2 separate regions of the Mus musculus genome follow, and region 1 is linked to region 2. A link is a contact called in public Hi-C data. All regions are on one chromosome and are shown on one strand. Each heading gives the region's core, a stretch centred on a gene start, on an enhancer-like site or on the middle of the called end of the contact. The rest is flanking DNA. Distances are from core to core; before and after follow the strand shown.

Region 1 (7,138 bases), core at 1,205-3,704, 35 kb after region 2:
CATACAAACTGATTCACTTATACAGTTTTCACTTGGTGGAAAACCAAGTCTCAAGCAGAGGAAATTTTGTCTGTGGTGATTCCTTCATGTAAAACCCCAGCTAAGAGGTAGTATGTTTTGTAATGTGGTAGCATGATGCGGCGGAAGTGGGTGCCTTAGCGGGCCCATGTTGAGGTACCCCCACCAAGGTACCAGCCAGACAATGGGTCTAGTATAAAATGAAGTTTATTTGGGGCATGAGAGGAGGCTGTGGAGAGGGGGTGGAGGCAGAGAAAGAGGACAGAGAAGAACAGAAAGAGAGGAGAGAAAGAAGGGAAGAGGCCAGCAGAGAACATGCAGGGAGAGAGAAAGGAGGAGAGGACAGAAGCGGGAAGAGAGGTCACACAGTCTTTTTATAGCCAGCTGGGCTCATACCTGGCTGTTCCTAGGTAACTGTTGGGCAGAGCCTAGAAGAAATGCTAACGAGGTTTTCTTAAAACTCTATCTAGGGAAAAAAAAAATCTGGGCATATCTTGTAATAAGAGGTGGTTCTTGCTGTGCGCTCCCCCACCCATACCAGCACATACCCAGGAAACCCCTGTGGGCCCTGGGAGGGTCAGCTGTGTGAAGGAGCCCTGCTAAAGGGAGGTGTGGTCCTCTGAAGGTCACTCCTGGCCGAGGCTCTCCAGGGTGCTCTTTCCAGCCTGCAAAGCTGGCAGCTCAGGCCTTAGCGTCTTAGAGAACTGAGAGGTGGTAAGAACTTAACACTGAGGACCCATGGCCCCTCCTGTCATCCACACCAAGTTAGAACAGCACAGATCTAATGGGCTGCCTCAGGGAGAGAGGCGCCCACAGGCCAGGAGGGCTCTTCTCAGAGGACACTTGTGAGATGGGAAGGTGTTTCAGACTCTGAAGGGGGTTCCTAAGAAGCAAATGCTGGTCTTTCTGGCAGGCTCAGATCTCCTGAGATCTCTTGCCGGCAGCTGATCCTCGAGCCATGGCAGTCTGTTCTGCCCTGAGGCTTCCCACACTCAGTCTTGGGGCCGCCGCCACAGCAAATTACCACACACTGAGTAGCTTCAAAGGAACAGGAGTGTATTCTGTCCTCACCTTCCTGGGGGCCTGAGGGTGGAACACATACAAGAGAGCCCTGAGCTTTTGGGGGTTGGGGGGAGGGCATTCTCCTTGCTGTTGGCTTCTAGTGGCCTCAGATGCTCTTTGTCATAGGGCTTCAAGATTTCCATCTGGCCGCCCTCTTCATGAGATCTGAGTAGATAAGGTGGATGGATAGGTGTGGATTCTCATCTGGGCCCTTGAAGTGGACGCAGCATGCATCTGTATGCATCTGTATGCATCTGTATGCATCTGTATGCATCTGCACTCGGGGAGAGGCTCCTAGTCACGTCACCTCACGTGGTGCCTGAAGCCTTGGATTTTTATTTCTGTCTCCTGCCTTGTCCTGATTACGTGCTCTTGCCGTGGCCACAGAGACTTCTCCCTGACACAGTGCGGTAACTGGCCTCTTACCTGACAAGCGATGCTTCCTCTTCAAGGTGAATACATATATGCTTGTACACACATACACTCACATGCAGATACATACATGTGCACACACATACACTCTCACACGTGCCTGTGCACACACACGCACACATACATATGCATACACATGGCACACACCAGCACACACACATTTATGCAGTGCGCACACACACACACACACACATATACGCCAGCCTTTCCTGAATACTGAATAAAGCTTCTGCGTGCACTCGTGCCTCTCTCCGCTGTGGCTGCATCAAATCCTCCTCCTCTCCTATCGGCTCCACTCTTGTCTTCCGGTGGCCTTCCTGCCCACTCCAGCAGCCATCAGTCGCTGGCTTGTCTGGCCCACACACCCTAGGGACCACGTCACTAACACTGTTTTTCACAGGCTCAGACACTACTGGAGGGGAGGGTGAATGGGCAAAGACTTGGTTGACCACAGTGATACTTCTCATGATGTGAGCACCATGACCACCCAGGGACCAGGTAGCAAGGTGTTTTCTGTATTAGTATTATGATGAACAGAGCCAATTACATGTATGCACGTATGTATATGAATATATGTTATTGTACACGTACACACACGATTACAAATTGGACAGCCATTCTTCATAGAGAAGAAAGTAACCACGGGACAGATTGTGACCTTGAAAAGCCAGGTGCCTGCCCTGTGACCTTGGGAGCCAGCATCTCCTCCTCCAGGGCACTAACTGAGCAGCTGTCATTGGCTGGCAGTGACCCGGCCCTACCTGTTCCCAAGAGGCTGTGAGCTCCTCTCTACAAAGCAACCACTTTCTTGGCTGAGTCTTTAAGTTTACCAGGCTCATTTGCATGCTAATTTGCATAACTTTACCCAGATACTTCGGTCTGGTGGTTGGCTGTGCCTGAGAGAACAGCAGAGTCATTGTCAGGGGCTTGTCATGCCCAGCTGCTTTCTGCCATTTACGGATGCTTCTCTCCAGCGCCGGCCGGCCGGGCTCAAAAAGAAGACGCACGCACATACTTGCCTTTTCATTCTCTTCCCCTGAAGAAATAAATGCTGGCGTCAATTTATGCTAATTGCCATGCAGATTTCCTCCGGTAGACTTTATTGCTGTATCTTGTCAGAATGTGGATGCAAATTTATATTTCATAATAAATGCACAGAGCTAAGAAGATTTCAACAAGTGCCGTAGGGAATATCTTGCTCAGAGATCTTCTTGCTCGGATGTGCTGGTGGAAGGTCTGTGCAGAGGAATGCAAGTACGCCACCGTCGACACCCCTGTCGATACTGTGTAATGCCACACTCAAAGGAAGATAACCGTTGGGAGGAAATCTGTGCTTCTTAATATTCTTTGCATGTGTAAAATAAAGTGGCTGCTATTTTTCATAGTCAGTGAGTGCCGTTTGCCAGCGCAAAAGAATAAATTAGCATTGCCAGGTTCGGGGCCACGTATAACAGTAGACTACACCTCCGTTTCCTTCAGAGAAGACATCACGCAATACAGGCAGAGAAGGCACAGCTGTGTGAGGGGATCACGGGGCTTCTAGACTGACAGAGGACTCCCAGGCACATGCCTGTTTGTATCTCTTGATATCTCATCCCCTGTGGGCATCTACCATCGGAAATGATTTGTTTCATACCTCATAAGATAAAGAATAGAAAAGCTACCTTGACTATAACTCCTTGGCACAGTGAAAGAGCGGCGTGCCTCTCCTCGGCTCCACCTTCCTGAACCTTTGCTGAAGCCCTGGGAATCCCAGATCCTTGGGATGTCGATGAAGAATAGGACAGCAAAGGTTCCTGAGGGGCTGGGGGTGGGGGTGGGGGTCTGACAGATTAGGAAAGAAACAGTTCCTGTCTCTCCACTGCAGGATTCAACAGAGCCTTTAATGTGCCAGGAGAGTCACTCACTTGCTTGCTGTTTCTGCTCATCCTGAGCAGAGACTCCGAGGCCATACCGCATAACCAGACAGACACCGGGCAGTCTCCATGGCTTGGCTGTGCCGCTTTGCCTGGAGAGCCCTGGGTCAGCTGGTTCCTGGTAACAATTGCTCATTTCTGTTGACATAGCATATGACAGAATGAAGTGCCTTCACAGAGTCTTAACTCCTTTGGTCCAACAGTCCTTAGAGGGAGCTCTGGGATCTTCATTTGAGAGGTGAGGGGGTTGGGGGCTAGGGCTAGGCTGGGGGCTAATTGGACTCCTTAGTTCAGTATGCACGAGAGCTTGGGTCTTCAGTTATGGGGCACCTGTAAATCCCAGCACAGGGAGGTAGAAGTGTGAGGATAAGAAGCTCAAAGCCACCCCCAGCAACAAGCTAAAGGCCAACTTGGGAGCTGGGGTACAGTAGATCCTTTCACAAGGCAGAAAAACAAGATAAATAAATAAGCGCAAAGAGCAACAAAGAAAATCCCACTGGCGCCCACTGGACACATGACCCACTACTGATGGCATGTTGGCCTCTCTGGGGCCAGCTGTAGCCTGTCCTGAGTGGCCCTGATATACACAGCCTGAGTGCGCTCCCTTTCCAAAGAACCCGTGAGGGTTCCTCATCACCTGGGCCGCAGGGCAGCGCTGGGGCTGTGTGTATCAGAAATCCTGGCATTAATCCTGGAATAACACACACACACACACACACACACACACACACACACACACACACTCTCATACTCATACCAGTCTCACGCACCCATTCATGCCTTTGTACAAATACAGTGTAAACTTGAGTGTGTTCCATTCCCACGCACATATAAACACACATCCACCAATGCATAACTCTCCTGTGTGACCTGTGTTGACCCCTGAGAGGAGGCTGGTCCAGAGGAGTCACCAAGGATCCCTGGGCCTAGCCGAATAGTTAGTTGTTCTTGCTATCTGGTGTCTCCTTCCTCCAATGTTCACCTGAAGTGGGAGTGTCCTTCATGACCAAGACTGCAGGTGCAAAGGAAAAAAAAAAACTAGCTCTGCAAGCGAGGGCACTGGGCTAAGTGTGGCAGAAATACCGCCTGGGGCTCAACATTTGATCCCAGGTTTCCTGGTGGACAGGAGAAACTATATGCTTGGGTCTTGTAAATATAAATACAAGAAGTGTTCAGGTTTGTGTTCTGATCAGATGTTGCTACCCTGTAAACTAACCCACATCACCCACAGGCTGGTGTGTTTGGATGCTGGGTCACCAGCTGGTAGGGATGTTTGGGGAAGTTGTGAGATTATATTTAGACGACGAGATGTAGTGGAGGAAGTGTGTCTGGGGAAGGCAGAGCTGCAGTGGATTCCGTTTATGGCCTGCCTCCAGTCCTGATCCTCTGTGGTGGAAACAGCCTCACGCTCCCACCCGCCATGGGCAGGAGCTGCTCTCACCTCCCCTAAAGCCATCAAAATAGAGCCTTCCTCCTGTCAGTTCTTTCTGTCAGGTATTCTGTCTCAGCAACAGAATAGTCCCCAGTGTCTAGGGTTTCCTGGGGCCAGCCTACAGAGATGTACACACATGAAGTGGCTTGGCAGGTAGACTGGCTGGTAGTAGTGTGAACGGCGAGGTGGACTCCTCACGTGGGCAGTCTGTGCTTCTGACTCACCGGCCTCTAAAATGTGCTGCCCGCCTACCCGCCTCACTTCCTGCTGGCACCATATTGTACTGTGTAGACAAACACCTGAGACCCGTGGCCTCCACAGTCAGAGCTGACACAGGTCAGAGCCTGTAGGGTGGTACTGAATAACAATTCAACAGTGCTCTCAGACAGAGCCCAGGAGCTCCACACACTGTGCTCCGGCCATCCCACCTCCTGCCTTGTGGGAATGCCCATCAGTCTGGATCTAGCGTTGTGGCTCTCCACTTGGGCAGTATGAGTGATGGTCTGGTACTGCCTGCTTTCACTAGTTGGTGTGGTGTGGTTGCGGCTAACTTTCTGTAGTCTGCTCCAAAAGAGTCAGCCTATATTAGCTACTTTTCCACGAGTATCACCAAGCACCCAACAGAAACAGCCTAATGTAGAAAAGGTTGATTTGGGCGTGTGATTTCAGAGATGTCAGTCAGTCATGGTAGAGAACAGAGCAAAGCAGTTTGCATCATGGTGACCAAAAAGCAGAGAGTCGGAGCATGCAAGCAAGGGTCTGGATAAGGACACACTAGTGACTTACTTCCTCCAACTAGCCCCCATCTCGTATGCCTTACTATGTCCCAATAATGCCATTGTCTTAATGAACCCATCAAAGGATTGCGCCATTGATCAGACCAGAGCTCTCATGATTTAATTGTCTCTGGAAATGCCATTACACACAAGGGCGGGTAGACAGATAGACAGACAGACAGATGGAGAAGTACATTATTTATCTCCTAGGTGTTTCTCAGTTTGTTTGTTTGTTTGTTTATCATCCAAAGGCTTATGTTTTGAATGCTTATTCCCCAGCCCGTGGCACTATTTTAAGAGACTGTGTGATTTTTAAGAGGTGGGACTCTATCTGGTAGAAGTAAGACACTGGGGGTGGGAGGGTGGACCCTTGAAGATTATGCCCAACCCCTTCTTCCTATGTTGCTCTCCTTTTCCCGGCCTGCTGTGATGTGAACAGCTTTGGCCACATTCTGCTACTGCCAGATAGCCTTCCCAAGCAGGTGGGACCAAACATCCATGGACTGAACTCTTTGAACTGTAAGCCAGAAGAAAGTCATCCCATCCTTGAGTTCTTATTTCCATTGAGTATTTTGGCTGCAGTGATTCAAGAGTCTATACTAATCTACTTAATAAACTTAACCACCATACCTGGGCAGTGGTGGTGCACGCCTTTAATCCCAGCACTTGGGAGACAGAGGCAGGCAGATTTCTATGTTCGAGGCCACAGAGTGAGTTCCAGGACAGCCAAGGCTATACAGAGAAACCCTGTCTCAAAATGAAAACCAACCCCCCCCCAAAAAAAAAAAAAACAAAAAAAAGCCAAACTTAGCCATCACTCAGCGCACAAAGGCCATCTTTATGTCCTCATCTGAAGCCATGTCCTAGTAGCAGAGAAGGTGTGGGGTGGTCCTTGTCACCCTGCTGACTCACTATCACACCCTGGGAAAGTCATGTCTCTAGTCTGAACCTCTAGTTTGTCATCTGCTGAGTGAATATATGTTCACCCATATACCGGCTACTCCACTTGTTAAAACCTGCCTCAGCCACGCACACAGCCTTTCTACATCTGTCCACATTCGCTAAGTCTGACCTGTCCTGAGTATCATCCACATACCCTGCCCCGGAGCCTGCTCCTTCCCCTTGCATATCTTCCAGATATACACAACAGTTCTGTGTATCTTTCTTACATCTGTCCCATCTACCAGCCAGGATGATCTTTCTAGAGTGCCGGCTATTAGGAAGTCCTTCTGAAGTTTCACTTCATCCAGTTCCCTGGCTTCCTCAAGTCCCCTACAGCAGCCATTGGCCCCAACTGTTTTCCATTTTCTGAAAGAACTACCTGGCTTCATTCTTCAGGGTGCTCTCTCCTACAACACTCTCTTTACTGCCTTTACCTGTGTACTGACCCTCTCCTGTGCCCGTAGTCCTTGCAGAAGACCCAGGTCCTGTCACCACCATTTCCTTTCAGGCTAAGGATCGTCTTTAACATAGACTCTTTGTCCCCGTTCATTTAAAAGGTG
Region 2 (6,329 bases), core at 760-3,259:
GACTGCAGGAGCCAACCCAGCCGACTGAACCAGTACAGATGAGGAAATGCTGGGTGGAAGGTGTGACACCCCCCAACCCCCTGAATGCCTTGACCTCCACAGGCAGGGAGGGGTGTGGCTTAGGAGTAGTTCTTTCACTGCTGGAGTGTCCAACTTCTAGCTACGGAGACACAACATTGCAATCTACAAACTTCACAATGTAAAACCAGGCAATGGGATCAACAACAATAAACAAAAACTTGCCCCAAAAAATGTAGAAACCCATCCAGTATCTCATAATGTTCTACATAAGATTACAATATTGTGTTGTGCTGAATTCAAAGCTATCCTGCAAGGCATATGGCCTGTGGACAGTGGGTCGGACACACCTGCCAAAACTTTCCTCAGCCCATGCTGGATCCCGAGACAGCAACACACTCGGGGCAAAAGTAGGGTGGAGTCTGAGTTATCTTAGTCTGGTGCCCAATCTGGCATGCTTATATGCTCAGAGGGATGACCTCCGACTCCAGGGACTTCAAACCGAAGAAGACCACAAGAATAGAACAGTTACTCTGATTTGAGAGTAGTTTTAGAGGTTAATTCGAGCATTCAGCAACTGTTTCCTAAACTCTAGGTGAAGTGGAACCTCAGCTGCTTCCATGGAGTTTCCTGTGAGGGCTCAATGTGCGGTGGGAGACTCTAGTGGGTACATTCGGGGTAAATTCATAAGTGTCCCCTGGGAAATCCGTAGGCACGGGTGTGTGTGTGTGTGTGTGTGTGTGTGTGCATTTCACTCCTGGCTTGCTTTGTGTAACATACACTACACATTCCAAACAGTCCCAAACAAACATTCCCTGAATGGCCAGAGAAGGTCAAGACCAGCAAGTGGCTGGAGAGGAAGAGGGGAGGGGCTTTGTAAAGCCTCAATTAACCCGATGCCTTAGAGTGTACTGCTTGGGGACTGCGTTTAACCTTAGTCTGGCGTCTACTCCTTGCTCTCACGCTACTGTGTGTGCCCTGCAAACTTAGAGGTCGCTCTCTTATACTCTTGTAGCTCATTACCCGAATAAACCTAACTAGCAGGGCGCAGGAGTGTGGTTGGGCTGACGGTCTCAGGATCAAAAGAGGCAGGGCATTGTCTTTGGGTTAGTGGAGCTGTCTTCTACCAGGCAGGTTAGGTTTCAAACCCTAGTAGGCATATCCTGTAAGGGTGTCTTCTCTCTCACTGGCCAGCTCCTCTGGGGACAACCACAGATCCCCTCCGCATGAAGAGTCTGAGCCTAGCTAGATAGGAGGTAAGCTAGAGGCCAGCAGGGGCCACCGAGGAGCCATACCCCAGGTCTGAGCCAGGTATCCGCACATCTTCCTACTCACCACCACACCACACACTGACCCTTTCCTATGTTCCCGCCCTGTCTGACCATCTATCTGGGTCTGAGACGGAAGAAGGGAACCGCATTTAGGTGTCAAAGACCAGAAACAAATGTCCTCTTGACCAAGTCCTGTCTTTTTTTTTTCCCCCTAGGTGGGTGGGTGAGACAGAAGCAGCAGGGCAGAGCAAGACGCTCCAAAGAGGGCACCTCTCTTAGGCTCAAGAGGAGGTGGCTCTCCGGAGCCGGCTGCCCGGGTGGGGGCTGGATGGCGCACGCCCCCCAAGCCCCGCAAACCCACGGGCTCCGCATGACATCAGAGGCTTGGGAGCGCGCAGAGCGCAGGCGCGGGCGGAGCAGGCGGGCGGGAGGGGGCGCGTGGCGCTGCTCGGAGAGCGCTCCTCCGCCCAGCTCGGTCCCTGCGCCCCGCTCCGCCCGTGCCTCGCTGCCCGCGCCGAGCTTCGGGCGTCCACAGCGCGCCCGTCGCCCGTGCAGCCAACGCCACCCAGGGCTGCGCCGCGCACCCCGCCTCCTCCCTTTCCGCCGTCGCCGCCGTCGGACACGCAGCCGCAGGCCGGGGCCCGGCCGCAGCTGGGGAGTCAGGGGCGCGCGCAGCCAGCCCTTCCCCCTCCGGCTCCCGCACCGCTCGCCGCCTCCCCTCGCCCTCCTCCTCTCCCCTCCCTGCTCCTTCACCGCTTCCTCCTCCTCCTCCTCCTCCTCGCCCGGCCCCAGCTGCCAGCACCATGTCCGCAGGGGGAGATTTTGGGAACCCGCTGCGAAAATTCAAGTTGGTTTTCCTAGGGGAGCAGAGCGGTGAGTACTCGGCTTATTCTCTCGGCTCGGAGCCGAGTCTTTTCCCCACGCCGCCCATTCAGCCACCCCACTAGGGACCCTCCCAGCCCTGGCTCGCCAAGGCCCTTCCACGCCCCGGTAGAGGAGAGGGATGCAGATGGGGAGATGGGGCTGGCTCGGGTGGGGCCGGGCTGGGGAGGACCAAGGGGGAAAGGAAGAAGGTGGTTCTGGGGGTCAAGGGATGAGGGTGAGTGTGAGATCTGGGTACGGGTACCCGGTGCAGGTGCGTCCGGGAGGACCGAGGGCGGCGGCTGGCTCACCCGCTCTAGGCGCCGGGCTCGCGGGCTCGCTGACTAGCTCGCACTGCGGCACAGGCTGCGGAGCACTGTGCAGGTGTCTGGGTGCCGGCGAGGGTGTGGGCGAAGGGACAGGAGCCTCTCTTGGGAGAACGAGGTGGGGCTGGGAGCTGGTTGCCCCCACCCCAAGGTTGCGCCCGAGGGGCTCCCTGCGGACCCTGCCTGGAATCTAGGGAAAGGACGCGTCCAGCTCTGGAGCAGATTGCTGCTGGGAAATGGGGAACACGACACCTGTCCCTTTTCGAAAAGAGTGGGTGCAAGTGGTAGGGTAACTGGGCACTTAGCTTCTCTGGCTTACATCCGACTGGGCAGAAGGTTCTAGACTCACTGTCCTTCACTAATGTGTTAGCCTCTTTGGGGCTTAGGGGTGTGGATCGTGAGAGTGAAGATTCTTCCCATAGCAGGTGACTTGGGGGATGGTACAGAGGCGTCTCATATCTGTGAGCTTGGCACTGGGCAGAGAAAGGCCTAGGCGACACGCCCTGCCTGGCTTCCCTGCCCCCTCTAGAGAGCATCAGTGGAGCCGGTGGATTCTCCCACCCCCCATCTCCCAGCTCACCGCCCTTCTTGGGGGAGGGGAGGTCACCGTGGCAGCCAGCCAGAGCCTAAGGAGGGGGAGAGTAAGGGTTTCTTTGCTGCCCAGGAGTCTCCCCTCCCAAGTATCTGACACCCAGGTTGGTCCAAGGTGGGAAGCTCAGACAGAAGAGCAGCGACCCCTCTGATACCTGTGGGAAGGAGTACCTCCTTGAGAGCCTCGGTCCAGGAGTCACATAACCAGGGGGTTACAGACATAAGCTGGGCTTCTGAGCATTTCTGCTGGAAGAGAGGGGGATCCCGGGGGGGGGGGGGGCGGGATTCCCAGCTCTAGCTCTGTAAACCAGTTCTGTTAGCTGGTTTGGAGGCCAAGAGGAGGAAGGCCGTGGGAGGACCTGGTGGGCCCAGGCACCGTGCAGCTATGACGTGTGCGTGTGGGCTGTGGAGGTCACATGGCCACCTCCTGTCTGCTGATGCTCAGTACCTGAGCTGGAGGGTTGGGAGCCGGGTGGAAGTCGGGGTTGCCTGTCCCGGAGAGCTGGGTTTGGGACATTTCACATCGTACCCAGCTCAGCTAGGTAGCCAGCTGGATCTGATTCCCTGTGCTTTGTAGATCCCAAGTGTCACAAAGGACACCTCCGTTCCTTGCTGTGTGGAAAGGATTTTGGGAGCACCTCAGCCCTAGGAGGGAGCCTGCAGGTGCACAGCAGCCTTGGGGGGTGGGGGGGGCTCTCAACTGTGTTGTCATTTGCCTGATTCCAGGCCTCCTGGACACTCAGTTTCTGTCTCTGAGTAGTGGGTAGCTGGAAGCAGCCCTTATGCCTCATGTTTCCCCCAGTGCCTGGACTATGCTGGAGTTCAAAGAATATTTGTTAATTCTAAATCTGAACACAGTTCCATAAAGAATCATATGTGGTGAGTTTGAATGAAACTCTGGGCTCCCTTAGCAACTGCTGATGGGTGGAACACACACACACACACACACACACACACACACGCCACCCCCAGTGAGAGTTCTGCCAACCCCTCCAGGTCTGGAGTCACAGAAGTGAGAGACAGCCTTTCCTCACATGCTCATGTGGAGAGAGAGTGGGGAGGTCTTGCCCAGAGACCCACTGTGAGTTGTGAACACTTTGGGAGCAGGAACCCCCACTTCCATTTTCCCGTCTGCCATTTTTAACTAGAGTGTCATTGGGAAATAAGATGACCTTCAATGCGGAAAGCCAAGTCTGGAACCTCTTTGAGAGGATTTATGGGCTCAGTTAGTTGGTTGTGGCCTGGTGGAATGCTTGGCTAATTGGTTAGGGGCAGGATTCATAGGCCCTTGGAACATAATCCATCATTGTGTTATTAGTGAGTTGTTTACCGCGGGTGTACAGAGCTTGTGGTGTCTGTGAGTCTCAGAAGTTATGTGTATTCCGGAGCCTAGTAGGCCGTGGCTGTAACCCCTTCCATCTTACCTCCTGACAGTTTGCATGCCAGCATCCTCTGCAGCCTGTGCTGTGGAGGGCGGCTCCTGACATCTGGTCCAAACCCTACCCAAGCTCTCCCTTCCTGTGTGATCACGGAGACCCCTCACGTTCCATACCAGGGCACTTGAGCCAACTGGAATCCGAGGCCTAAGCTTCCCTATAGAGGCCAGCTAATGGAGATGGGGGAGGGAGGCGATAAAAGAGGTTGAAAGGACACAACCTTCTCCTGATCTCTATTCCTGACATTGTGGTAGCATCCCTCTAGGCTTGTGGACAGAGACAGCTGGATTCTAAAGAGGGGTACCAGGCTTGGAGCAGGCTAAGGTAGGAGATACCCTGGAACAGATAATCATAGGTAGGCATGAGGCCTTCAAAGGTACCGAGGAACTGGTTCAGGTAGGAAGCCTTTGAGTGCCTGCTCTCCGGAACGCGCCTCTCGCCTGTGGACTGTAGTCTGACTGGCAGTGCCTGTGTCACATGGAGTAGGATCCTGGCCAGGTGCTGTGGACTTAGGGTGAGGTGTTTCCTTGCGTCAGGTAGGTCATGCAATGCTGCTGGCCTTCAGGTCGCTGTGTGGCGCCTCCCGATTAGCCCTAACACGGGTGGCAGTGGTGGCGAACCCAAGAGGGTGGTGCACGCCAGACTGGTGTGGAGCATCTGAAAAAGACAGGCAAAGTCTGAGGGAGAGTGGGCCTGCGAGGTGTCCATCTTTCTCCCAAGTTATCAGAGCCTCCCAGGGGATCTGGACCTTACCAGACACATCCTGGTGTGTGTGGTGAGGAGGGAGGGAAGGAAGAGTGGACAGACATGGGGGGAGGGGGGCTGTCTGCTTTCCCGGGCTGAGGCAGTAGGCCATCCGTCTCTATAGGCCTGAGTACAAGGAGTAGGGGTAGATTTCAGAGAAACCCCTCTCTCCTTGGCCCAGCTCTGCAGAAAGTGTAGGTAGAGGCACGCCTGTCAGGAGCGACTCTAACCTTCCGAACGCTACAGCCCTCTAATGCAGTTTCTCGTGTCGTGGTGACTCCCAGCCATAAACGCGTTTTGTTGTTGCTTCATAACTGTAATTTTGCTACTGTTATGAAGAGTAATGTCAATATCTGATATACAGGATAGCTGATACGTGATCCCAAGGAGGTCTCGACTCACAGATTTGAGAATGATGGGATTGCTGGCACCCGGTTGAGACCGTCCTATACATCCTCTTCAGCTAAGGGTTAAGAAACAACTGTCCACAGACTGAGCCCTGTTTCCTGCAACCACCCCATGCAGCACAAACCGTCCTGTCCTAGCTTGGTGGCAAGCCCACTGTCCCTTTTAGAAGCTTTTCTCCTTTCAACTTCCAGGCTTGTCACATGGACACAGCTTTGATTCTTTTAATGAACATTAAAAAAAAAAACCCAAAACCCCACAAAACTGGTTATGTGCAGTCCCATGACGCCTCTTCTGTCTCAGCTAGGTAAGGATTTTAATTTAAGGATTTTAGGGTGAGTTTTAAGCACCCTAAGTGGGTGACCAAAGCACGTTGAGAGGATTGTGTCTGAGTCATCTCGCTCCCTGCTCCCGTCTGTGGGCTGTGCGTGCTCACCGAGGATCTTGATTCGAAAACGATGACATCTTTGATGTGAGAGATTTGCTGATGGCCTGTCAGCAGATTAACAGTGAAGGGAGGTGAGGCAGCTTTGTGTGGTGTTCCTGGCACCTGGCACTCTCTCAGGCCAGATTCTTCTTATCGGGGAGTTGACAGTTGCTTTGTCTTGTTTTGTTTTTCCAGAGAATTGCATCATTATGCCATGGTCATGCCCAAGCACCTGAGATTCTCAAAGGGT

Evidence for each region. A called contact is a pair of places that touch in the nucleus more often than the background predicts.
Region 1: a Hi-C map of cerebral cortex shows a contact between it and region 2, with 2.1 times the contacts expected there. The contact joins the enhancer-like site here to the promoter of Rab6b in region 2. A contact is called at or near these places in 5 of 39 promoter capture datasets (hippocampal neurons, liver, macrophages and 1 more), 13 of 484 Hi-C or Micro-C datasets (B cells, CD4 T cells, cerebellar granule neurons and 9 more), 9 of 115 datasets of contacts at active chromatin or transcription factors (cardiomyocytes, embryonic forebrain, embryonic hindbrain and 4 more) and 1 of 9 other capture datasets (pancreatic islet).

What each region holds. Positions count from the first base shown.
Region 1 is chr9:103,144,542-103,151,679 of GRCm38.p6, forward strand. All of the region lies in intron 2 of Rab6b (RAB6B, member RAS oncogene family), which reads left to right. Among named protein-coding and RNA genes, the nearest start is that of Gm51658, 15 kb to the left of the region's middle. Within about 2 kb of position 2,455, at least 94 of the 459 cell types and tissues checked have an H3K27ac peak or open chromatin away from gene starts, as enhancers often do. A contact at or near this core is called in cerebellum, cerebral cortex, cortical neurons and 3 more, where this site is marked.
Region 2 is chr9:103,110,065-103,116,393 of GRCm38.p6, forward strand. Rab6b (RAB6B, member RAS oncogene family) reads left to right here and starts at 2,010. Exons shown (of 8, transcript NM_173781.4): 1 at 2,010-2,162. The coding sequence starts at 2,093. Gm46128 (a long non-coding RNA gene) reads right to left here and starts at 3,203. Exons shown (of 2, transcript XR_001779270.2): 1 at 2,462-3,203. Gm51658 (a long non-coding RNA gene) reads right to left here. Exons shown (of 3, transcript XR_003948080.1): 3 at 4,674-5,160.